Linked DNA regions of Mus musculus: all the other regions are linked to region 1. The links are chromatin contacts, called in public Hi-C and HiChIP or PLAC-seq maps. All regions are on one chromosome and are shown on one strand. The core of a region is the stretch at or near the end of the contact, and the rest is flanking DNA. Distances in the headings are between cores, read along the strand shown. Region 1 overlaps Capsl (calcyphosine-like). Region 2 has its middle 10 kb from the start of Gm41269. Region 3 overlaps Prlr (prolactin receptor). Region 4 has its middle 53 kb from the start of Prlr. Region 5 has its middle 100 kb from the start of Prlr.

Region 1 (4,568 bases), core at 887-3,386:
TCTCAACCTTCCCAGAATTTGGCATTTTTGACTATCCCAATTGTGCTCCTGGTATATTTGCAATTTATCAAGTTACAAAGACACCCACTTCCTTCACTGTGGACAATAAGTAAGCACACAGCCATTTCCCAATATGCTTTGATTCTTCCAAAGCCTTCCTTCCCACCATACAAACAGGTCCTTATAGAGAAGGGAAAGGTGTCAGGTAAAGGGACATAAGAAAGAGTTCAGAAGCTGCTAAGGATGCTAAGTTGAAACAAATCAGAAGGTGGGTACACATGGAAGTGCCAGAAGCCATTTATCCTGAAACTTTTTTTTTTTTTTTTTGAGACAGGGTTTCTCTGTGTAGCCCTGGCTGTCCTGGAACTCACTTTGTAGAACAGGCTGGCCTCGAACTCAGAAATCCGTCTGCCTCTGCCTCCCAAGTGCTGGGATTAAAGGTGTGCGCCACCACTGCCCGCCTGAACCATTATTTAATAGTAAATTTCTCAGCATTCACTTGTTTGAACAAATTGTGTGTGCTCTATATTATTTTTATTTATAATGCTCCATATGCCTTTGACTCAACATTTAAAATTCTCCAACTTGGATTAAATGCTAACCTCTGTTGCTTTTGTTTTCATTGTGTTTCTCAATATGAATGCTACTGATGCTTAGCAGTAACTCATATATTCCCTTTAGGAGGTTAATAGCCTCAATACCTAACAAGGTTTATAAGAAAATTGATAAACCAATTCTCTCCCCCTCTCTGTCTCTGTCTCTGTCTCCATCTCTCTCTCTCTCTCTCTCTCTCTCTCTCTCTCTCTCACACACACACACACACACACACACACACACACACACACTCACACCTTTCTCCATTTGTTTTTGTTTGTGTAATAAATATTCAGATATAGAAGAAGGTAACCTGGGCAGTCCAGACTTAGTTCGCACAGCTCTTACTTCAGTGGAAAAAGCCCAAGACCAAAATCCTAGAGACCTGATTTCTGACAATATCATGATGTCACTGACATCACACCCCACACTAAAGTGTTTCTGAATCCAAAAGACCCTTTGAGCACAACATATGTCAGGTTGGACTTGGCCTACAAAGGAGTCCTTTAAACCTATTCATGGTGAATATGAGCTTACCCCCCAAAGTCTCCACTATTCACTGCTTATGACAATATGGACCAGAGAACACACAGCACCAGGATCTGCTCAGCATCTGATGAGGGACACAGCAGGCATCACATACCACAGCAGGAGCATGCTAGCTCCAGGACCCTTTGCTCTTTTGTCAAGCCATACTATAGTCAATATGGAGATCCCACCTGTAGACTTCCTTTAACTTTAATTTTTATCTCAGAGATCCTACTCAAAAGTGCTATTGATGCATGAAAGGTGGGTGCACATTAGGAACAGGAACCAAAGTATAGATTGGTAAAATAACTTTCCTGCAAGTGGCCTCAAACAGCAGACATTGGACTTTTGAGTCTTAGCAGAACTCTTTCTCTTCCACCATGTGTATCAGCATGTAAGTGAATTTTTCTGGCACTTTCTTATGCAAAATAAAAACAGAGTTTGGGAAGAGCAGATACTGGGAATTGGGACTCTGCCTACTTCTGCCTTCTGAGGCCAATTCTACCAGGGATGATGTAAGCTGATATCTCTGAATATGACTTGATAAATTCAGGGGGGAAATTATAGCCAAGCATGGTGTTTGAAATGCCCATATTAACCATCCTTCTCCATAATTTGGTCCCTCAACTCATCGACAAACAACCAATATTTACTACGTTATGTCCTCTTTTCAATGTACCATCTCAGGCCAGGAGGAAAGAGGGGTACCTGAAAGAACCACGCTCTTAATTTGAATTCTGAGGCCTAATATTAAAGCAGAACAGGACAAAAAAAGTTTTCAGGACCTGGGGTTTGAAAGAAAGGCAGGATAGAGTCCTATTTCTGATAAAGAAATACACACTCAAGAGATCTGAGGTTTCAATGGCACATGCAGCCTCTGGATACAATATCATGATGTCACTGACATCACACCCCACACTAAAGTGTTTCTGAATCCAAAAGACCCTTTGAGCACAACATATGTCAGGTTGGACTTGGCCTACAAAGGAGTCCTTTCTGACGCATGTGACCACAGCACCACCATGTGTTGGCTCAGCATATGTACAGTTCTCTCATCAGAGGCACAGTTCTGTCCATGTCTTCTATGGATGTCTGAGAGATTCATTACCTCTAACCAGTTTGCTAGGTGTGGGGCAACGGAGGACACAGATGGCCTGGAATCCCCCTCTAGTTCCATGACCGAGCTATCCAAGGACGCAGATATCACAGCCCAGCACACGGACTTTCTGAGGTGTCACAATGCCTACATTTTACTCATAATAGAAGGTAAAAGTTATCAAGGCTAGAGCTATGAGACTCTGACAAGGCAGAGCACCATATATTTTAGACGATTGCTGTACCACATGCTTTGGACAAAGCAGAAGAGTAAATAACATAAGTGGACCAATCTTTATTTTCATTCCCTTTGTATGTGTCCATGGACATGTATGTCACATGTGTAAGGGTACACAAGGAGGACAGGAGAGAGCTGGACGCTCTGAATCTGGTTGTGGGTAGGTTTGAGCTGCCTGACATGAGTGTTGAGATCTGACCTAGGGTCTTCTGGAAGGGCAGCAAGTGGTCTGAACTGCTGAACCAAACCATGGAAGGCTGGTGGAGACTGAAAGGAAGTGTTGGAAGGAGAGATGGGGAAAGTATAAAACCAGCCAGGTAACTGACTTCCAATTCAAAGGAGCTTAGGATGAGACTAAGGGATGAAGGTGGACTACAGTGCTTACAAAAAGGAAAGAACAGTGATGTAGAGAACCCTGTGGGTGAATTGAAGAGAAGGTACAGAAGATAAGGTGTGCGACCAAGTGGAGCCTGGTGCATCCAATATGACAGCTGGACCCTTTGGACAGTGATGAATTCATTTAAAATGGCAAGTGACTGAACTGGGAGTTTGAGGGGAAGGGAAGACTAGGGTTACAAAGCTGTTGATTGCCTCTACCTCTCCCTACCCTCGCCCAGCTACACACACAATGGCAAGTGAAGGGGATATCCACAGAGCAGCAGAAGGCAGTGACTGGGAGATCTGGAACAGAGGCTGAGTGGAGTAGCCAGCCACAAAGGAGACTGGTGCACTGGGGCCAAGCTGGCTTGCTCACTCCATCGCTCTTTTGTACAGTTGGCTGCTGCCCCTGACAGAGTTCTCAGCCAGGATTTCCAGCGTTCTTGTCGGATGAGATGTGGAAAGTTGCAATTGCAGGGATCTGCTTCTGAGAGCATGTCTTTTTCTTGTTTTCTTTTCTTTCTTTCTTTTTTTTTTTTTTTTACAATAAAGATAAATTTATTTTGACTATCACGTGAAAAGAGAAAAGAATGATATGTGTCATAAGGAATTTTTTAAACATACAGAAAGATAGATGGACAAATGAATAGATGAATGGATAATAGATAGATAGATAGATAGATAGATAGATAGATAGATAGATAGATAGATAGATAGATAAAAGAGACAGAGACAAATGTGTCTTCCTTTTATCTTTACTATTTTCCTGCTCAAGAAAGCAAACATGTGTCCTTTCCTATAACCTCAGATTTTTTTCTTTTATTTAAAGTTCATGATTCTTATTAGTCTTCCTTCTCCAAACTTCACACACAAGTTTATCAAGTCTATTCTGCATTAATCTTCCTTCCTTCCTTCCTTCCTTCCTTCCTTCCTTCCTTCCTTTCTTCCTTCCTTTCTTCCTTTCTTCTTAAAGGTTCTGTTTAGGCTTACCTGTAGGGAATAAAGATTCAATAAGGCCCCACCTGCACTTCTCCACTCCATTGGGTTGTCTTAGTACTACCTGGTGGCTGCAAACTGAATTATCCCTCCCTCTTCCCTCCTCCCTCCCTCCTTCTTCCCTCCCTCCTCTCTCCTTCCTCCCTCCCTCCTTCCTTCCTTCTCCCTCCCTCTGTGGGTCCCCATGGCCTTGGGTGAAGACAGAATGACATGGCTCCTGCCCCTGGGACACGGCCAATATACTTGGGCCTCCACAAGTGTCTGTGACTGCCAAGAGCATAAGGCTTGTTTGTATATGTTGTACATATTTTCAGGGTCCTCCAAGGAATGTCCTCCCAGTTAATGTTAATGACTTCATGGCACTTAGAGATAGCAGGGGTCCTGAAGATGAAGGTGTGTCTAATGTCTCAGCAAAATGGTAAAAGCTCGGACCTCCAGGACAGCCCTTAATATATATAGTATTTGAAACATATATAATTTTTCAATTATGCAAAAATGTTAGGATGCAATATAAATTGTATAAGGAACAGATGCAGCAACACTATGAACTGGCTTGGCAGAAAGATACAAAGTCAGGCAGATACAAATGCAGGCCAATTCTTGAGTTCAAGGTCAGCCTGGGACAGAGGGAACTTAGGCACAGGTGTGGTAGAAATGGTAATTTCAGGACAAGGTCCCACCCAGCAAAGTTTACAAAGGCAGGGAGCTCTCTGAATTCTTTTACAATGTTTTAAAATAA
Region 2 (4,568 bases), core at 1,138-3,637, 890 kb before region 1:
GAGGACGAGGATGTAGTTGAAGGGGTCAAGGACTGAGAAATTAAGGATGCTAATAAGAAAGATAGGAGGACAATCAGCATAAAAAATGGTGAAATTAATTTAGCTGGAAGTAATGTTCGTACCTGTAATCCTACAACCTGGGAAGCTAAGTTTGGAAGAGCACACATTTAAGGCCACTCTAGGATGTACAGTGAATTAAGGCTAGATTATGTAACTTCACGAGGCCTTGTTTCTTAATAAAAATAAAAGGGGTTGGGGGTGTAGCTAGGTGGTAGAGTGCTTGTCTAGCATATTTGTGGACCTGAGTTCAATCCCAGAATTACAACAAATGAAAAAATGGAGTGGTAGAGAAAATACATGAACAACAGGGTAAGAGACATTCATTGAGAAGAGGAGGGTGCTGAAAAGCTGCAGAAAGCCCTGGATATGCTTAGATCCTTTCAGTTGCTCGAATGGATCAAGGAGTTGACAGTTATGGAGTTGGTGTGATTTATTTTTTTAATATCCTTAATTTCATACATTTTTATTCATCAGTCCCATTGCCATCTAACTCTAAGCTCTACAGACAATGATCAATATATTTATAGATCTTTTTGTGGGCATGTATAATGTTTGGAATGAGTGTATTTTCACATAATAGCAACAACATTTTTGTTGTTATTTGTTGTGCTCAGAGTCAATTCCAGGGCATTGGAGCAGACTAGACAAAAGATATATGACTTACCTACACTTTCAGCTCAGGAGCATTTTTGATTTATGTACATGTATGAGATGTGAAATATTTGTCTTTATTTTATTCCAATCCAGAACCATCATATAATGATTAAACCAGCTGCCTAAGAGACCATGCCTTCCAGGTTTCTGCCATTCAAAAACAGATTTCAATGTGTGTGTGTGTGTGTGTGTGTGTGTGTGTGTGTTTTATAGCAGTACCAATAGGAGATACACTGACAAACACAATGAAAATTAGAGAGGATGAAAAGGTGGGGTGGATGGTTTCACAATCCACAGTCTTGCAGGAAGTGCTGTGGTAAGTTTCCCCTGTTCTTGTGCTCTTGTTGAGTATTCAGTGAGGAATATGTACACAGGGAATGACACTGTGGTCAGTAAGAAAATCTTTATTTAAAGAGGTCTAAGAGGATCAATATGGAAGACAGAGGCTTCTTGTGTCCTTTCTATTTTATGTCATCTCACCTATAATTTGCAGGCTTAGAATGCTCTCTCTTCTCCAAATGTTTTCTCAGCATTGGTTTGAACAAGACATTATTGATCCCTTCCTGAGCCTTCTTCAAGTTCTTGTTTGTTAGTTATATCATCCTACAGCCTCACAGTAAAGACATCTTACTGTTTTGGAGGGTATCTTCAGTTTTCTTGTTAAAATGTTGACATTTTTATTTATGTGTATGTGTGTAATGTGTGCAGATGCCCATGGAGGTCAGAAGAGGGTGTTGGATTCCTTGAAGCTGGAATTATAGGCAATTGTAAATTGCCCTACATGGGTGCTGGGAACTGAACTCTGGTCCTCTGGAAGAATAGCAAACATTCTTAATCCATGAAATCTTTCCAGCCTTGAAGGGTATTTTATCATGAGAGACTGTGTCAGAGTCACTTACCAAGCTGAAGAGGCAGGCTACCATCTGTGAGAGCTGTCTTGTCTATCTTTCCCTAGCTTCTCAGCTCAGCCTCCACACTTTCCCTTGGGCTTCATTTCTTATGTCCAACTTGCTCCTAACAAAAAAACGCAATTGTCTCTGACTGATCTTTCAATAATACCCAAGAAATGACTTTTTACCCGAGAATGCCTCCAGGAAGCAATGGTACAAGGTAAAGACGAATTGCTATAAATTCAATATAAATTGTGATCTCTTGCTGGGATCCCAGGCCCATTGTGTTTCCAGGGCTGTAGGGAGCATCTATGTGATGTGGTTGACCAAGTGCTTCAGGATGATACATCAACGAGGGCAGTGGACACAAAGCCTTTCTCAGCACAGCGTTGGCAATGTTGTTATTGGATTGTGGAAGCATTAGGTTTTGACTCCCACAAAGTCTGGCTTATGCTCTTCAGCTCATCCGCACCACTGGTTTTACCTTTGAGACACTAGAAGCTACAATCATCATGACTGGGATTTTTTGGGCAGTTGTTAAGATTTGAGCTTTTGTGAAGCACTGGGTATGAGGAGTTTTCCAGAGTGGGAAGCTAAATAGTACATTTTGAATAATTTGTGCGGAAGTGAGTGATTGTGACTTCTTTTTATTTAAAGGGACAGGGTGGGGTGTTATTCTGATGATTATAAAATGTGGTTTCTTAAGTAGAGAGATGAGTGAAGGCACACTCAAGCCCAGAGAAGCGTGAAGCGAGTGGGAGGGAGACAATCTTCCGCTAGTAACTGCCAGCGATCACTTGTGGCTTTGGTACACAGAGCGGGGTGGCAGAAGAGAAGTTACCAGTCAGTTACTTATTGAGATGGCTGCTATCAGGAAGGAACTGATGTCTCAGCAGCCACCAGAGAGAATGTTTACAGAAAATTTCTAGAGCAGAACAAATAGAGAGAAAGAGTGCTTCCATGGGTGAAACACTTCAGTGGCTTCTGAGACCCTCTGGAGAGCAGGGTCTGGCTAAGAATAGGGAAAGCTAAAGCTTCAGAAAACCCACACTGCAGTTACAGTTGTGAACAGACAGAGCCTTGTAAACTGAAAAATAAACTCCTCTTTGTGTGTTTGTGTGTGTGTGTGTGTGTATGTATGTATGAGAGAGAGAGAAAGAGAGAGAGACAGGTAGAGAGAGAGAGAGAGAGAGAGAGAGAGAGGACATAAAGACACAGAGGAACAGAAGCATGCAGAGGAACAGAGAGTGACACACAGAGACAGAGAGACACACAGAGACAGAGAGAGACACATGGAGACAGAGCTATCACCATGTGAAATTGGGGGAACAAGGTGGCAGAAGGCTGAGGCTGAGCTAAAAGAAAGCAAACATGAGCTGCTCCAAAACCACAATTAACACTGATCTCATTTGTCACTGAGCAAAATTTAAAGTCTAACCAGGCAGGCATCCTTGAGACTAGATTATTGGCACTGGGAAAATTCTGTCTTGTTCTCAGCATTTGGCCACGATGGTGGTGGAACCCATTTTGAGAGGCTCATATTTGAGTCTGCTGCTTCAGTAGTCAAGTTCCCCTTCATTGTCCAGTTTTTGGAATCGTCCAGGAAGGGCCAGGCGTGGATCCACCTTGTATTTGCTTGGAGAGCCAGTCTAATTATAGGAGAGAGACCGAGTCAGAACCATGCGGGGGAGCTCCTTTCAGTGGGAAGTCAGTAGGAGTCACAGGGTCACTGTTTCTCATTGAGGTCCACCAATCAATGATGCTAACTACCAGGGCTCCACAAAGGGGGATAAGTGATTGTCTATGGGAATGTAGTTAGCTGGAAGTCAGAGACCTAAGGACAGGATACGGTAGTGCTCTGTCGGTGCTGGTTTTCTCACCCGTGGGGCTTACTCTCCTCAAAGGCAGACAATTAAGTGGTAGAAACTAGGAATAACTGGCCAATGGCTTGTGGTTCACCTCAGTCTTGTGTCTGGGAAACTGGATATATGAGAGTAACTGCAGCTGGCTCCGCCCATAAGCCACACCCAGACATAGAAATTACAATGCAAAAATAACAAGTGATATCAAAAATAAGTCAGCAGGGCTCCTTGAAAGAGGGAAAAATTCCACAGTAACTGATTTTAAGGGTATTTTTTATAGCCCCACATGGAAAAGAATGATAAGAATCATCAACAAATCTAAAGAAGACATAAATCCACACCCAGATGAACTAGCAAGATAGGAATAAACTGCCAAGCAAAATGAGGAGGGTGACCATACACGTGAAAGAATTCAACAAGGAGCTTGAAAATAGAAAGACAAATTGAAATTTCAGCAGTGAAAATATTCATAAATCACATAAAAACTCAGTTGTTGGAATCTTCACCAGGGAAGTCAACTGGAGAATAGAACACCAGAGCTGAAAGACAGAAAGATATAAATGTTCAGATGATAATAAGGAAAATGAAGGAAGTAAAAATAGAGACTGCACGAGTTCCCAGCCACCATTCAAAGTCTGAATGTGTGGGTCATAGAGAGAGAAGAAGGAGACGAGGGGAGCAGGTGCAAACTAAAGAAGCAGGAAACATTTTAAAGAAAATGACAGAAGAGAGTTCCTCAAATCTTGGATAGGACATGGGCATCTAGGTAGGAGAGGCTATGAGAATCCGGGACACGTGGATTTATATGTAAAACTGCTCTCTCCTGAAGCCTTCCATAGTCTTTTCTCAGTCTCTGTCTTTAGTGATTTGACCATAATTCAACACGGTTCTTCTGCTCATCTTTATTTCTGGTTCTTTCACAACCATGAGAATATAGGAAAGACGGAATCTCATTAGAAGAGTAGATAATGAAGAGAGAAAGGGGTCAAATATCACGAAATAATCAACAAATGGCAGGAATTAGTATGTATCCTCCAGTGATAACTCGGATGTTAATGGTGTCTTGTTTCTAATTAAAAGATCCAGACTAGTGTATTTGATT
Region 3 (4,568 bases), core at 962-3,461, 780 kb before region 1:
TTTATTCTGGAGCACTTCACAGGCACTCCCTATGTCTGGGCAAGGGTCTGCAAGAAGAACATCCCGAAACAAGGCAAAGGGTGTTGCCCAAGTCGTTCCTGTGTGTGCATATGCCCAAACACTTGAACAGCTGGCGGCCTGGGCACTGACTCCACACAGAAGCACCTGGCCAAGGAAGCTGTCAGGAAGGAGATTTCGCTACCACCCCTAAGGGCCAGGTAACTGGAGAATTTGGGAAGAAGGAGCTAAGGCAGTCACAGGGGCAGACTTAGAAATGTGAGGCAAATGAATGCTTGCCGCCTTGAATAGGAGGTATTTCATCAAATTTATGGTTTGCTCAAAATGCTAAGTTCCAGATGGGCTTCTGGGACATAGAGTGATCAACTGTCTTCATATGGCTATCTTAGAGAAAATTTAGTCTTTCTCTAACAATTGAAAAACAACTAAATGAAACTCGGTTACATAGGGTCATTTCCATGCAAGTATATAATGATTTTTTAAAAAAAGATGCATTTATTTTATGTATGTGAGTACACTGTCACTGTCTTCAGACACACCAGAAGCGGGCATCCGATCCCATTACAGATGGTTGTGGGCCACCATGTGTTTGCTGGGAATTGAACTCAGAACCTCTGGAAGAGCAGTCAGTGCTCTTAACCGCTGAGCTATCTCTCCAGCCCCAGTACATTATGGTTTTGAGCATATGTGCCCATCACCCATCGTTTCTCTTCCTCTCCTGTCCCTACTCCACTCCTGTTAGTTTCCCTAGATAGTTCACTGTAATCTCACGTCATTGGAACACACATGATTTGTATTTAAAATGACCATAACTGAATATGATCATGGTAAGTGAATTAAGCCAGTCTCACAAAGACACCTATTTTTTCTAAATAGCCCTTAATTTATATATTTAAACGATCCTTCATTATCTAAAAAATGCAAAACAATTTTTGTTTGTGATGCAAATAATTTCATCTAAGTAGGAGCTTTGAAGAACCAGGGCTTCTTGAGCCAGAACAATGCTATACTGTTCACTAAGCTATGACAATGTTGCAAGCAAACTGTTCTGTCTTTGTGTGTATGCACGTGCACCTGAGTGTGTGTGTGTGTGTGTGTGTGTGTGTGTGTGTGTGTATTGAACCCCAGACACAGCAATCAGATTGCTTTGCATGAGGGCTGCCATCAGCTTAGAGGAGTGAGCTTTCAAGACTTGCAAACCGGCAAGGAGGTAAAATACAAACCTCATGATTTCAGCCTGTGTGCCTGCTCTGTGGAACTCCACAGAGGCGCTCTATCTCAGAGTCACTCAAAAGGCTCAGAGCAGGATGTGGCAACCATCCATCTACCCAAGTCTGCAGTCCCAATTGGGGCCGGGCTGCAGCTGGCCAATGTTTGTGCTCTCCCTTAGCCCCTCCTTCTTCCACATTTCCTGTTTCCTGTTCTGAATTATATGGTCTGCACCTGAGTCCTACTGCCTTCTGATTTCCACTGTAAACTAAAGGTGTAGAGAGCCTTGGCAGGAAGGAACCCTGTGTAGGGGTTGGGAGAGGTGAGCCTGGGTTATATCCCTCCTCCTGCTGCCTTAATGCTGGTTGCCCTAAGCTGACCAAGGCAGCCGGTTCTATAGAACGCTCCCTCCAGGGGTTGTGTGGATGGCCCCTATCCTCTGCCCAGTCAGGATTAAACTGGTCCTAGAACCTGACAGTTGCTCACCACTGTCAGTTTGATATTTTATCCAAGTCCTTGAATTGTCCTGTCTCCTTTAGAGCACCCTCTTTATGGGTCACCACTGTCCCTTCAAAATGGTGGCAACAGGTGTTCCCTTTCCTCTGGGTCTCACTATCATGATGGGGACTGGAGACTTGAGGCCTTCCCCCCCCCCCCCCCCCCCCCCCAGCTACTGATGGTCTGGAAGCTCCAATGTGATTGGCAGGCTGAGAAAACGGAGTTACTGGTTTGGGCATAGGATGCTGCTTGCCTTGCCTTAGACCCAGATCTTGTTCCCTGGGAAACTAAACTCTTTCAGCACAGCCCAGTGCTGGAGGGCAAACAACTCTTGCAGAATCACTCAGGGGGGAACACACTCCTGAAGTCTGTGGCTCTTTATTTAAGGGAAGCATTGGGCAATGAACTGCACAGACCTGCAGGGTCTCCTGCAAGGATGCCCTTCCTGGTCCGAGGCTAAGTGCTTCCTGCTTCTCTTATATATTTGGCAACAGAAACTTTCTGCCCTCTTAGCTCTTCAAAAGGGCTTGTTACATCCGGCTGCAAACCACGGGGACTGATGATGCTGTCACAAAAGAAGCTGTTGCTGTGCATTTTGTAAAAGACGGGTTTTGAAATCTTTCATCCTTATGTTACACGTAGCTTACTGTTTACTGTTATTTTTTTTTCCTGCTGAAAATTTTATTATTGGGGGAAAAAAACCCCATGATTAAATTGTCCATATATCCTACAATAAGGGGTCCCTTGCTTTCCTTTCCTAACGACTGTGATGTGAACATTCCTGAGCCTCCTGCCAGATACCAATACACACACTGCTTTCTTGCAACATCTACCATTATGCCTTTTACATAGGACTTTTTTTTTAAAAGATTTATGTATATGAGTATACTGTAGCTGTCTTCAGACACACCAGAAGAGGGCATCAGATCTCATTACAGATGGTTGTGAGCCACCATGTGGTTGCTGGGAATTGAACTCAGGATCTCTGAAAGAGCACTCAGTGCTCTTCACTGCTGAGCCCCACATAGGGTTTTTTTTTCCTCCTTTTTTTTTTTTTTTGAGTCTCTCCTTGCTGTCCCATATAGGCCACTTCTTTGGGACTCCTTGACTCCTGCTGCAGAATTGTTTCATGAGCTGTTCTGAAACCTACCTGCTTACCACTACCCTTGTAAATTCTCCTAGGATGGGTCATTTGTCTGTATCTTTCATCTTTAGCTAGGAATTATGGGGAAGAAATCTACCCTGAGTACCACCAGAGCTCTAGTGACTTGCCTAGTCTGGAAAACACTTCTTTTCTGATCCCAGGTATGTGTGAATCATACTCTCAGAGGGTTGAGGGTAGATCTGACGTTGTCAATCAATGTCATAACGTCCGCTCATACGCACGGGGTATAATCCAAAGCTTATTTTAAATTTAGTTTGCATAGGGCAGTAATAAAAGTTAATTTTCCAAGTCTGAAAGAGAAGATGCGTTCTAAAATTGGCATCATTTTTTAAAGTCTCATTGCGGCCTTTCTTAGGCTTCCTTCCATACTTTTCTTGCTCACCTGTAAAAAAATTCATTGCACATGGAAACTGAGAATCCAAATGAAAGGGACTTAAACCCTCAGAAATGCTACTAAGTGAAGACAATTGCTCTAATATTTGGTGTTACATACAGTCTTTAAGAGTCAGTTGTGGCCTTCCATCCAAGTACTAGCTGCATATGCAGCAGAAGATGGCCTAGTTGGCCATCATTGGGAAGAGAGGCCCCTTGGTCTTGCAAACTTTATATGCCCCAGTACAGGTGAACACCAGGGCCAAGAAGTGGGAGTAGATGGGTAGAGGAGGGGGAGGGAAGGGTACAGGGGACTTTCGGGATAGTATTTGAAATGTAAATGAAGAAAATACCAAATAAAAAATTGGGAAAAGGACAAACAGGAATCAGCTGTGGCGGCCTATATAGAAGCTGCACATGTACACACGCGGACGTAAGATGCAAACTAGCTGGAAAGGAAAGGGAGATGACTAGGAATGGGTTACGATCAGACAATGAGGGTTAAAGCATTCACAGTGTGTTTTTCACGAGCCTGAAGAAGTCTGAACTTTTTAATGTATTTTACGTATTACAGTATATGTGTCCTGAACACATACATGTGGCCTCATCTTTATTGGCCTGTGTTTTAATGAACCTTAGTCTAGTCTCTACTGTATTTTGCTAACACACAATTGTCCCCCTATTTTCTTAAATAGATTTATTTATTTATTTATTTTATGCAAGTACACTGTCACTCTTTTCAGAAACACCAGAAGAGGGCATTGGTTCTCATTACAGATGGTCGTGAGGCACCATGTGGTTGCTGGGACCTTGAACTCAGGACCTTTGGAAGAACAATCAGTGCTCTTAAACACTGAGACATCTCTCTAGCCGGTCTCCCTATTTTCTGACTCATCCAAACTTTTCTTACAACGTCTTCTAGTTATATTCTTAATATTCCCCCAAATCAAGGCCCAATTCCAGTGCTTATTTGTGAATCTGCTCTTAACTTCTCACAGTTGACTTCCAACATTGGCCCACTTTTAAACATTGCTTTTTTTCCTTTAAAATTGAGAGTACTCATATAACAGTTACCCTTTTAAAACGTAAAGTTCAGTATTTTTTTAAAAAAATTATTCATCAGCTTCTCATCCATTGTCAAAACATCTGTCGTCAGCCAGACATGGAAGGAGCAGCAGCAGAAGACATATAATCCATCTACACTCAGTTTAGTCTTCTCTCAGCCCCTGGAAACACTACTCTAGCATTTCTCTCTTTGGATTTACCTATTCAGGTTCTATCCTATAGACAACAAATAAGTGACTTT
Region 4 (4,568 bases), core at 1,017-3,516, 670 kb before region 1:
ATCAAAGACCTATGACAGGAATCCAACAAGCTTGGTCTTGCCTAGTAGCTTGGCCCTCAAGCCTCTGTAATCACTTTTCCTATCCAAATAGGGAACTGTGTGAAATTCAGCAGACCTCTTGGGATTTGACATTTCACTGTGTGGATAATATGTCTGTTGGCATCAGAAATGGAAAAACTAATAATTCTTATTCAACTCTGAAGCCAGAAAGAAACAACTATTTTTGACTATGTCAGTTATTACATCTTTGTATCACAGAAATGATATTTAAATTACTGATTTTTGTCCTAAAGTCACAATCCACGGTGTGGTAATTTGAATGAAAAAGGCCCCAATAGGGCCTTGGGGAGTGGCACTATTAGGAGGTGTGGCTTTGTTGGAATGGGTGTGCTTGTTAAAGGAAGTGTCACTGGGGGTGGGCTTGAGGTATCAGAAGCTCAAGTGAGGCCCAGTAACTCTCTCTCTTCCTGTTGCCTGTGGATCTGAATGCAGAACACTCAACTACCTTTCCAGTACCACGTCTGCCTGTGTGCTGCCATGCTTTCCACCATGACAAGAAAGGACTGAAACTCTGAATTGTGAGCCAGCCCCAATTAAACCTTTTCCTTTAGAAGACTTGCCATGGTCATGAATCTATCCACAGCAATAAAACTCCAACCAATTCAGAAGTTAGTATGAGGGATATTATGATAGACATAAGCCATGCTTTTGTTTGGAAGAGTATAGAACACTTCGGTATTTTGGACTAAAAAGTGGTTGAACACTTAAGTAGGACTTAAAGGGCCATACTACTAGGCGCATGGAAGGCAGTTGTGCTGAGAGTGAGTCCAATTACGGGGCTCAGCTCAAGAGGTTTCGGAGGAGAATAACATTGCTATGTGGTCATCTTGTGATATTTTGGAGAAGAGTGTGGCTGCTTTCTGGTCTTTTCCAAAAAAATTATACCTGAAGCTAAAATGAAGAGTTAGGGATTAACAGCTTAGGCAGAAGAGACTCCCAGACAGACTACAACTGACTGTATTGCTTGGTTATTAGTGGCCACACTTATGCAGCTCTATAGTGAAAAGAGCTAGCTGAGCAAAATAAAATGCAAACATAGGGTTTGAGGAGAAAGGGGCACCAGGGACTATAAAGGAGCTAAGTCCTGTATTCAAGGAGCTAAACAGACTAAAGGACTATCGGATGCTAAGTGGAATAAAAGGCATGATGACCTTTGGACAAGACCTCACCAAGGTAAGCTTCCAACTTGTGAAAGGAATTTAAAAAAATTTAGGTATGGCAGTGGTGGCACACACATTTAATCACAGCATTTGGGAAGCAGAAGCAGGCAGATCAAAAGCAGCCTAGTCTACAGATCAAGTTCTAGGACAGACGAGCTTTAGCTGTGAAGGAAACCATGAAAAATAGAAAGCTGGTGAGAATGTGTTTGAATGTGAGGACCAAGTTCTAGCCCCCAAAGCATCAGAACGTGGCAGCCTTGGTTACATGGGTTCTTGGTTTATTGTCAAGGATATAAGAGATACAAGAAGGGAGTCATGGAGTCTCCCTCTGTGACTAAGGAAAGACCCTAAGACTAGGCTTTGGCAGGTTTGTCCCTGCATGGTGGCCCAGAGAGGCCATTGCATGAGGCTGTAAAGGTAAAGTCTGGATTTACCATGGAGATCCCAAGATGTTGGAGATGCCAGAGTAAAACTGCTAATAGGGATTGGAAGCAGTCTAGAAGAAGGAAGTGTGTTACAGTCAATAAAGCAAAGTAGTTGGAGATCTGAAGCTTCCACATTAAACATAACGATACAGAGTTTGCAGTTTGCCCAGCTGGCTTTCGGTCTTGCTTTGTTCTATATTGACCCATTATGTTCCCTTCCCTCTCTTTAGGAATGGTAATGTATATCACTGGCCATTATATATTGGAAGTATGCGATCTGCCTTTTCATTTTGATTTTACAGGGAATTACAGTTAAGAGATTGCATGAGTCTATGAAGAGACTTTAAACTTTGGGCTTTTAAACAGTGCTGATATTGTGATAGCCTATAGGGACTTTTGAAGTTAGACTAAGTGCATTATGCATTTTGATATGGCTACAAGGTGTGGGGACCAGGGAGTAGAATGTGGTGGCTTGAATGAAAATGACCTCCATAGGCTCATAGGGAATGGTGCTATTAGGAGGTGTGGCCTGGTTAGAGAAAGTATAGTCTTGTTGGAGGAAGGATATAACTGTGGCTGGGTTTTGAAGTTTCAGAAGCTAAAGCCAGGCCCAGTGGCTCACTTCCCCTTCCTGTCTACTGATGCCTGCTGATCCAGATGTAGATCTAACTCTCCAGCACCATGTCTGCCTGCATGCTACCATGCTTTCTACAATGATAATAATGGTTTACATCTCTGAACTATAGGCCAGCCCCAATGAAGTGTTTTCCTTTACAAGGGTTGCCTCCAAAACCCTAAGACAAACAACTTTCTCAAGAGAAAGATTTTGAGAGCGTGAATGTGTGTGTGTGTGAATGTGTATGTTTGTGTGAGTACACATAAAGACACACATTTAGGTATATAGTTATGAGATTCATTTTCCATTAGTCCAGAGTTTGAAAGTCCACAGGAATAAGAGTAATATGGAAATTATGTCAATAGGAAAACATGAACTCATTGAGGGAACTGAATGTATTGTGGTCCTGGTCCCTAAAAGTGGACTTGGAGATTGAGTAATGAATAAGTTATAGTTTAAAACTAATTGATGTGAACTGTTTCTGCTCCCCAGGTTTATGGCAACTAGAATTTAGCATTATTACAGTTCACTGGAACATTTCAGTTATTAGGCCATACATGGACTCATGTATAAAAGACCCTTAGTCGTCAGTTCTCAAGGATACATTGGGACAGGTCACTAATATATATGTAACAAAAAAGTAAAGAAAATTCTGTTTTTCTTGCAATTCATGTTTTAAAACAATTATCGATGAGGAGGGTAAGGCTGATAATAGGAGAAAGAGAGACTAATGAGTGTAGGAATAATCAGAGTGTATTATATTAATTTATGCGATCTATGTCAAACAACAAAATCTCTGTTTCTGTCTCTCTGTTGCTCCATCTCTCTCTCTCTCTGTCTCTCTCTGTCTCTCTCTCTCTCTCTGTCTCTCTCTGTCTCTCTCTCTCTGTAATATAATGCTTAAACATACACCTTAATCACCTAATGCTGTCTGTCATTTCTTCGTCTTTCTTAGTTTCTAAAGAAATTCATACAGTGACGTTTGCTTGTACTTACCCCTCTTTATATTCCTCTCATAACAACCCCTTTCTTACCCACCCAGCTCTATGCCCTCTTTTAAATTTTAAGCCCATTAAGTACAGCTGATGCTGTCCACGTATTCTTGCATGTGTGATCTTTCACTGGAACATGGTTGATTTCCCAGGGGCCACACCTGAAAGAAAACCAACTGTTTCTTTCTCTAAAGTTATCAGTTGCCAATATTTCCTTAGCTTGGGGTATGATGTCATGCCCAACTCTCCATGTTGTGATTTTTTTTTATGTCTTGAGTTTGCACAGTCCTTGTGCATGAGGTGTCTGCTTCTGTGCGTTCACATGTATAAATGCCCTTCTGTGCCTAGAAAATGCTGTTTCCTTGTGATCATCTTTTGTTCTTAAATTTTTTTCTGTCTTCTCTTCCACAAAGATCTCTGAGCCTTGGGAGACAGTGATGTGACATAGATATCCTTTCTAGTGCTTATCATGACACATACATTATTCTCTGAACCTTGACCACTTGTGGTTGGCCACTGCATTAATCACCAACAGTACTAATCTGTAGGTACAATGCTAACTCAGCAGAAGTCCTTGCAATACTATGTTCATTTAGTAGAGTAATGGTAGTAGGATCTCCCTTAGGGTCTATGTCCTGACTAGCCACAGGTCCCTGATAATAGTTCCATGTATGAGTTTCATCTTAAGAAGAAGTCATTAAATCCAATCAAAAAGTGGTGGGTTACTCCCAAGACATTTGTGGCACTATTGCACTAATAAGAATGTCGTCTTCCCAGACCATTAATTGTAGCTTGAATGGATCACAGCTAGATACAATGATTGATTATTTTTCTCCTTCTTTAGCCCACATGACACATTAGCCAGAAGGGTTGACACTTACAGGTCAGTACCAGCTTGCTTTCTCTATATTCTATGACTCAAATATGTGCTATCTTTATCAATGCTAAGGAGGCTAACCAAGTATATTAGCTATAGACCTTAATCTTGGAGAACTTAATGGGGCCCCACTGGCCAACAACTGCAAATGAGAAAACCCATTCCTGGACTTTATATTTGTTTGTCTGTGGTGCCTAGTAGGAGCATCATTGTCCTGTAATAAGGTAATACCACTTAAACTCATAATATAATATAATTATATTATTGTGCATGTTTATATTTTAGGAAGCTTCTACATAGGAGGTTTCCCTGTAACTTTGTTGTAATGTCTGTAATGGTTGATGGTTATGCCTCCCATCATCTTCTCTTCCACTCTACTCTCCTAACCCTCACTACATTTAAAGTTAAAAATTGAAGAGTGGTCCAGAAAACTTATTA
Region 5 (4,568 bases), core at 892-3,391, 620 kb before region 1:
GAAAGAGACTCAGAGATCCATACTCACCTTCAATGACCTTTGCCCTGCATGACAGAGTCCAGATTAAACAGTATAGCTGTATAAGATATCAGATTAGTTTTGAGGTCCACTCTGGGTTTCATGGTCCCCTCCTTTTTCTCATGTTTAGACTTTATACAAATGGGATATATGTTCTGTGTATATTGTTGGGAAGTTGTGTGAGATCTTACTATTTCCTCTAGCTTCATGAGAATACTACTCCAGTACGGGGGGGAGGGGGGGGGCAAAAGGAGTTCTTAGCTTTTCCCAGAAACATTTAATACTCCAAATATAGTGTCCGTGCGAGTATGAGGGAGAAAAACGAGCCTGTTGTAGTTCACCAAATGATGGACTGAGGCAAGCAGACAAACAAAAGCAAACAACAAACAACAACAACAAAAAATTTTGTCTGCCTCTGAAATGTGAAATCCTAGGAGAAAATTCTGCTAAGTTATTGGATTGATTTTGGAGGTAGGGCAGCTTATCCAGCTATCACAAATTTGTCCTGAAAATCGTCGTTTTGCTTTCTTATTCACTATAGAATTGGCTATGGGTTGAAACTTCTAAAGATACAGTTGTGTACAGGGCATGCTTTGGGGTATTGCAGTGGTCCAGGGGAAAAGGATGGGGAATAGGTGACAGGAGGAACTGGGACTCTTCTTCCATGTTCTCTGTTTTCTGAGCTATATTTTAAAATCCCAGGGACAGTGTTGATGTATGGATTAACATTCAGACTCAACCACTGAGTTCCAGTGTGGAGACATTTTCTTTTCTTTTCTTTTTTTTTTTTTTTCTTTTTAGAACACTGACATCTCAGAAATATCTGGGAGCAGGAGAGTCACAGATTGGAAAAATCCCACCCATTCCTATGAAGAGGAAAACCCAGAGAATGAAAGGAAAAGAGAGAGTATTTAGGTTGTTTGGGTTTTATTTAAAATCTACGCCTTGGAGATTTTCTGTGTATCTCCCAGCTGCTATGTATGCTGCACAATACACATTTGCAGTTTTGTCTTACTCCCAACTGTAGAGCTAACAGTGGACAATAGGTGTTATCACAGAGCAGTGCTGTCTCCCCTGACAGCTGCCTCATCAAAGTTCTCAGCAGGGTGCTGGGAGATTGGAACATCTTTCCTTTTGGTGAATGTGGCTCAAAAGAAGGGAAGCTTTACCTGCCTGGAATACCCTGCTTATTAAAGCTTTCTTTAGTGACAGGATGCTACCACCGAAGGACTTTTTAAATTGTTTTCTCCAAGCAGCTTGCAATGCGTAACTAGGCTTCAGCTAACAGGCTTTAGGTTAATTTAAGACAGATGGCTCTGTTGTGGCTGAGAGAGACGATGCTGTTCTGCTCATATCTTATTTCAGTGCAGATCTGTCCTCTGCCGTGTTGATGTAGTCACTGAGGTGACCCCAGCAGGCCTGTATGTCCTTGTTTGGAAACATGCCAACCATCTGTCTAGGGTGGATAATCTTCACGTCACAGGCCTGAGTTCGCACCTTCGCAGTTCATGCAATGCTGATATGGATTTGAAACCTGGAATTTTATTATGAATTAATCAATAGCAGTAGCTTTCATGTATTAAAAACACCCTGCACCCGGTGTAGCAGGTTACATCATATCAGAGCTGAAATGGACCACAGAGCAAAGACTGTTCCACTTTAATATGAATCAATGAAAGATCAGAGAGGGGTGCCACAAACCCAAAGTAACTCAGATTTTAAAATTGAGACAAAACCTCAACTTTCAATTTCGAGTCTTCTACTTGTTTCCCCTTCTTGTTCCCCCAAATGAAGTATATTTACGAATCAATGTCTAACTCTTTGAGGATAAGAAATGGATGTCTGAGGATTTAGTTGGAATAAGAGGTGGGAATAAGCATTTATATATGGGTTGAAAATTCTCTTATGCTAGAGAGAGTATAGTCTGTCCAATAAAAGAAGACAGAAAATGACTTTGTTGAACGACCAAAGGACACTAAAGGACACCTACAAGCCAATCTGTTTTCCAGCTGCTTCTCAGATCCCTCTGTTCCCTCGTCTTTATCATTTTCAGTCGCTCTCCATCCCCAGTGTCACTGCCATGCCTCACTCTGGTCTGCCTACCACCTTTTCGCTTCTCCTCCGTGGTCTTTCCCTCCAGTTCTCACATCCTGTTTTGGGTTTCAGTTTCTTCTCTATTCTGGCGTCAATCATGTTACGATTGAACGAAAATCTAGAAACACCTGAGCATGTTGTCTGAAGCCTGAGAGCATGACAAGGATGTCTCAAGGGCGATTATTTCCCCCCAATTATTTTACCATTAAAAAAAATCCCTCTCTTGTTCTAACAAGTTTAATCTTTATATTATGGTCTTTTAGTAAACTTCCTCAGTTTTTTATTTCCCTTGGAATATTTCCCCTGTGTTTACCTTCTCTTGACAGAAAAGAAAAAGCTGTTTTTCTGAGAAGTCTTTTGCCCCCTGGTTGAGAAAGAGAAAGCTGGTACCTTAAGGTATTATTTTAAAAATTCACATTATAGGTTCACAAAACTATGCTTTATAGAAGTTGTTTTGAAAAATCTATATGTTTTATTGACCACTTCTGCTAGTAGAAAAAAAATCAATTTGAACCATCTTTTGAAATGCTCAGAGATTATATATACTTATTTTTAAAATATATAAAAATAAAAATTTTGGAGAAAAACACAATGATACAATTGCTTGGGAAGATGTAAAAGATACTCAGCATATATTTGATAAAAGAAAATAAAGTGAATAGTATTTATTAATTTAAAAACATCTTTAGATACAAAATACTTGCAGAGAGCATCAAATATTTGTCATAATTGGGAGACTGGTTTGTCATTAGTCCTAGCAACTTATAGGATGACAAAGATCTTAAGTGTTTATGAACATTAAGTGCCATTACTACGTAGGTGAGAGCGTCACCAATGAAAGAAATTTCAAATTGAGGATACATGTTTTAAAGATAGAGGACAAAATGGTAAAAGACCCACTTGAGTACATTTTGTTAAAAGTACATTGTAGCTTATGTTATTTTTGTTTTTTACTAGCTCTGTTTTTACCAATATCTGTCATTGGAAATGGAATAAATGTTCTCTGTATATTGCTTGGGGCTGTTTTCGATAGGACTTTGTGTACACTGACGACCACAGAGGGAGTTTCAGTTGAAGGCCAAAATAGAAATGGCACGGTTTACAAATCTTGTTACATTCATTTTCAAAAGCAATGTAATTGTCTCTTGGAAACTACAAAACAAAACACATTTTTACTATTTATTACTCAAACGTGTTTGCCACCTTTATTCTTAAATGCTACTAATATTTTAGGTTTCTAACTAGTGCACAGAAAAAATATTTAGGGCACAAGATGGAAGAATAAATGCTTGTGTTTGTTATGAGAACACTAAAGCTAATGGGAATAAGGCCCCACCCCCAATGGGCCCAGATGGAAGTTGAAAAATAAAATGATTGTGCAAAATGAAACTCAAGAAGGACTTGAAGGAAATGAGGAATGTGTCACCTGTGTGCCCTTACAAGCTTGGTGCTAAGTCAGCTTGGAAAGGGACATTTTAACAGAGTTGACACTTAGGTACTTCGAAAGTATAAACACATCTTCTTGCTCCTCCATGGTCATAATGATACCTTCGGTGATTTCCATTTGTGATTGATTTTAGGAAGATCAAAACCCTGCATCATAAGGTAGCCACATTTCTAGATTCAAGTCTTCAGTCAAGTGGACCATTCATGGTAGTCCTGGGCCCTGGACACATTTGAAGTTTATGGAACTTATTTTAGCTTTATGAATTGCTTAGTGAGTGTAATAAAATTCATTTCAGGCTCGTCACTAGCATATTCCTTTCTGCCTTAATGAACAAGCCTGTGCACTTTATTAACAAGAAATATTTCAGTCTTTCTTTTGGGAAGGTTCTAGTGGACTGAGGTGAAATTCTAGGTATGCAAACTTGAACCTCATTCCTGGTCCAATTTGTTCCCTGCCTGTCTTTGTGAGTTGGACAATAGGAACTAACTCTAAGTGTCTCATTTTCTCATGTGTAATTGCATAGGTTTGAGTGAAAAATCTAGTAAGATGCTACTTAAAAACCAACTTCACAGTAAGGGCCTACAGCAAGTGCTTCATAAATACCACCTTCGTTGGTTATGATGCACGAGTCATCCATACCTGCTCAGTGGTACCCAGTTTCCTTTATAAAAGAAGTCATGGTGCAATACTGATATCACTAAGGCAGTTGTTTCCTTTCACTTACTGAAGACTCTTTGAGGGCAGAGGCATGGATATTGTCTTACCTCATGACTGATCTCCAGTTGCTCCTAGCAGATACAAGAGCACCTAGCCCACAGAAATTCTAAAAGTTTTCAAGGAACGACTGTTGTCAAATGAGAGTTTGCAGAGGAAAACTTTGATTTGACTTTTAAACATATAATCTGGGCAAGTTGGCATGTGAATTTTTATAAAAACATGTCCTTTCCTAAATAGTGTTCCCTTTGCTACCTACACAAAATAGAGAAGAGAACAGCTTTGATGTGACACT

What was found. HiChIP or PLAC-seq counts read pairs in DNA pulled down with a chosen protein or histone mark. Hi-C and Micro-C count contacts between places; a contact is called where the count stands out from the background.
Region 2: a RAD21 HiChIP or PLAC-seq map of pro-B cells shows a contact between it and region 1, with 9 times the contacts expected there. The contact joins two enhancer-like sites. A contact is called at or near these places in 1 of 15 datasets of contacts at CTCF or cohesin (pro-B cells), 1 of 484 Hi-C or Micro-C datasets (bone marrow-derived macrophages) and 2 of 115 datasets of contacts at active chromatin or transcription factors (embryonic stem cells and large pre-B cells).
Region 3: a contact with region 1 is called in a RAD21 HiChIP or PLAC-seq map of pro-B cells, with 11 times the contacts expected there. The contact joins two enhancer-like sites. A contact is called at or near these places in 2 of 15 datasets of contacts at CTCF or cohesin (large pre-B cells and pro-B cells), 5 of 484 Hi-C or Micro-C datasets (CD4 T cells, cerebellar granule neurons, group 2 innate lymphoid cells and 2 more), 3 of 115 datasets of contacts at active chromatin or transcription factors (embryonic stem cells and large pre-B cells) and 1 of 9 other capture datasets (macrophages).
Region 4: a contact with region 1 is called in a RAD21 HiChIP or PLAC-seq map of pro-B cells, with 12 times the contacts expected there. The contact joins two enhancer-like sites. A contact is called at or near these places in 1 of 15 datasets of contacts at CTCF or cohesin (pro-B cells), 1 of 484 Hi-C or Micro-C datasets (bone marrow-derived macrophages) and 3 of 115 datasets of contacts at active chromatin or transcription factors (embryonic stem cells and large pre-B cells).
Region 5: a Hi-C map of CD8 T cells shows a contact between it and region 1, with 2.2 times the contacts expected there. The contact joins two enhancer-like sites. A contact is called at or near these places in 2 of 15 datasets of contacts at CTCF or cohesin (large pre-B cells and pro-B cells), 10 of 484 Hi-C or Micro-C datasets (B cells, the C10 cell line, CD4 T cells and 4 more), 5 of 115 datasets of contacts at active chromatin or transcription factors (CD8 T cells, DN3 thymocytes, embryonic stem cells and 1 more) and 1 of 9 other capture datasets (embryonic stem cells).

Annotation. Positions count from the first base shown.
Region 1 is chr15:9,453,014-9,457,581 of GRCm38.p6, reverse strand. All of the region lies in intron 1 of Capsl (calcyphosine-like), which reads right to left. Among named protein-coding and RNA genes, the nearest start is that of Capsl, 19 kb to the right of the region's middle. Within about 2 kb of position 2,136, at least 86 of the 459 cell types and tissues checked have an H3K27ac peak or open chromatin away from gene starts, as enhancers often do. A contact at or near this core is called in CD8 T cells and pro-B cells, where this site is marked.
Region 2 is chr15:10,345,095-10,349,662 of GRCm38.p6, reverse strand. It overlaps a transcript of Prlr not described here. Among named protein-coding and RNA genes, the nearest start is that of Gm41269, 10 kb to the left of the region's middle. Within about 2 kb of position 2,387, at least 16 of the 459 cell types and tissues checked have an H3K27ac peak or open chromatin away from gene starts, as enhancers often do. A contact at or near this core is called in pro-B cells, where this site is marked.
Region 3 is chr15:10,233,799-10,238,366 of GRCm38.p6, reverse strand. All of the region lies in intron 1 of Prlr (prolactin receptor), which reads right to left. Among named protein-coding and RNA genes, the nearest start is that of Gm41268, 33 kb to the right of the region's middle. Within about 2 kb of position 2,211, at least 34 of the 459 cell types and tissues checked have an H3K27ac peak or open chromatin away from gene starts, as enhancers often do. A contact at or near this core is called in pro-B cells, where this site is marked.
Region 4 is chr15:10,121,554-10,126,121 of GRCm38.p6, reverse strand. No RefSeq gene overlaps it. Among named protein-coding and RNA genes, the nearest start is that of Prlr, 53 kb to the left of the region's middle. Within about 2 kb of position 2,266, at least 10 of the 459 cell types and tissues checked have an H3K27ac peak or open chromatin away from gene starts, as enhancers often do. A contact at or near this core is called in pro-B cells, where this site is marked.
Region 5 is chr15:10,072,719-10,077,286 of GRCm38.p6, reverse strand. No RefSeq gene overlaps it. Among named protein-coding and RNA genes, the nearest start is that of Prlr, 100 kb to the left of the region's middle. Within about 2 kb of position 2,141, at least 55 of the 459 cell types and tissues checked have an H3K27ac peak or open chromatin away from gene starts, as enhancers often do. A contact at or near this core is called in CD8 T cells and pro-B cells, where this site is marked.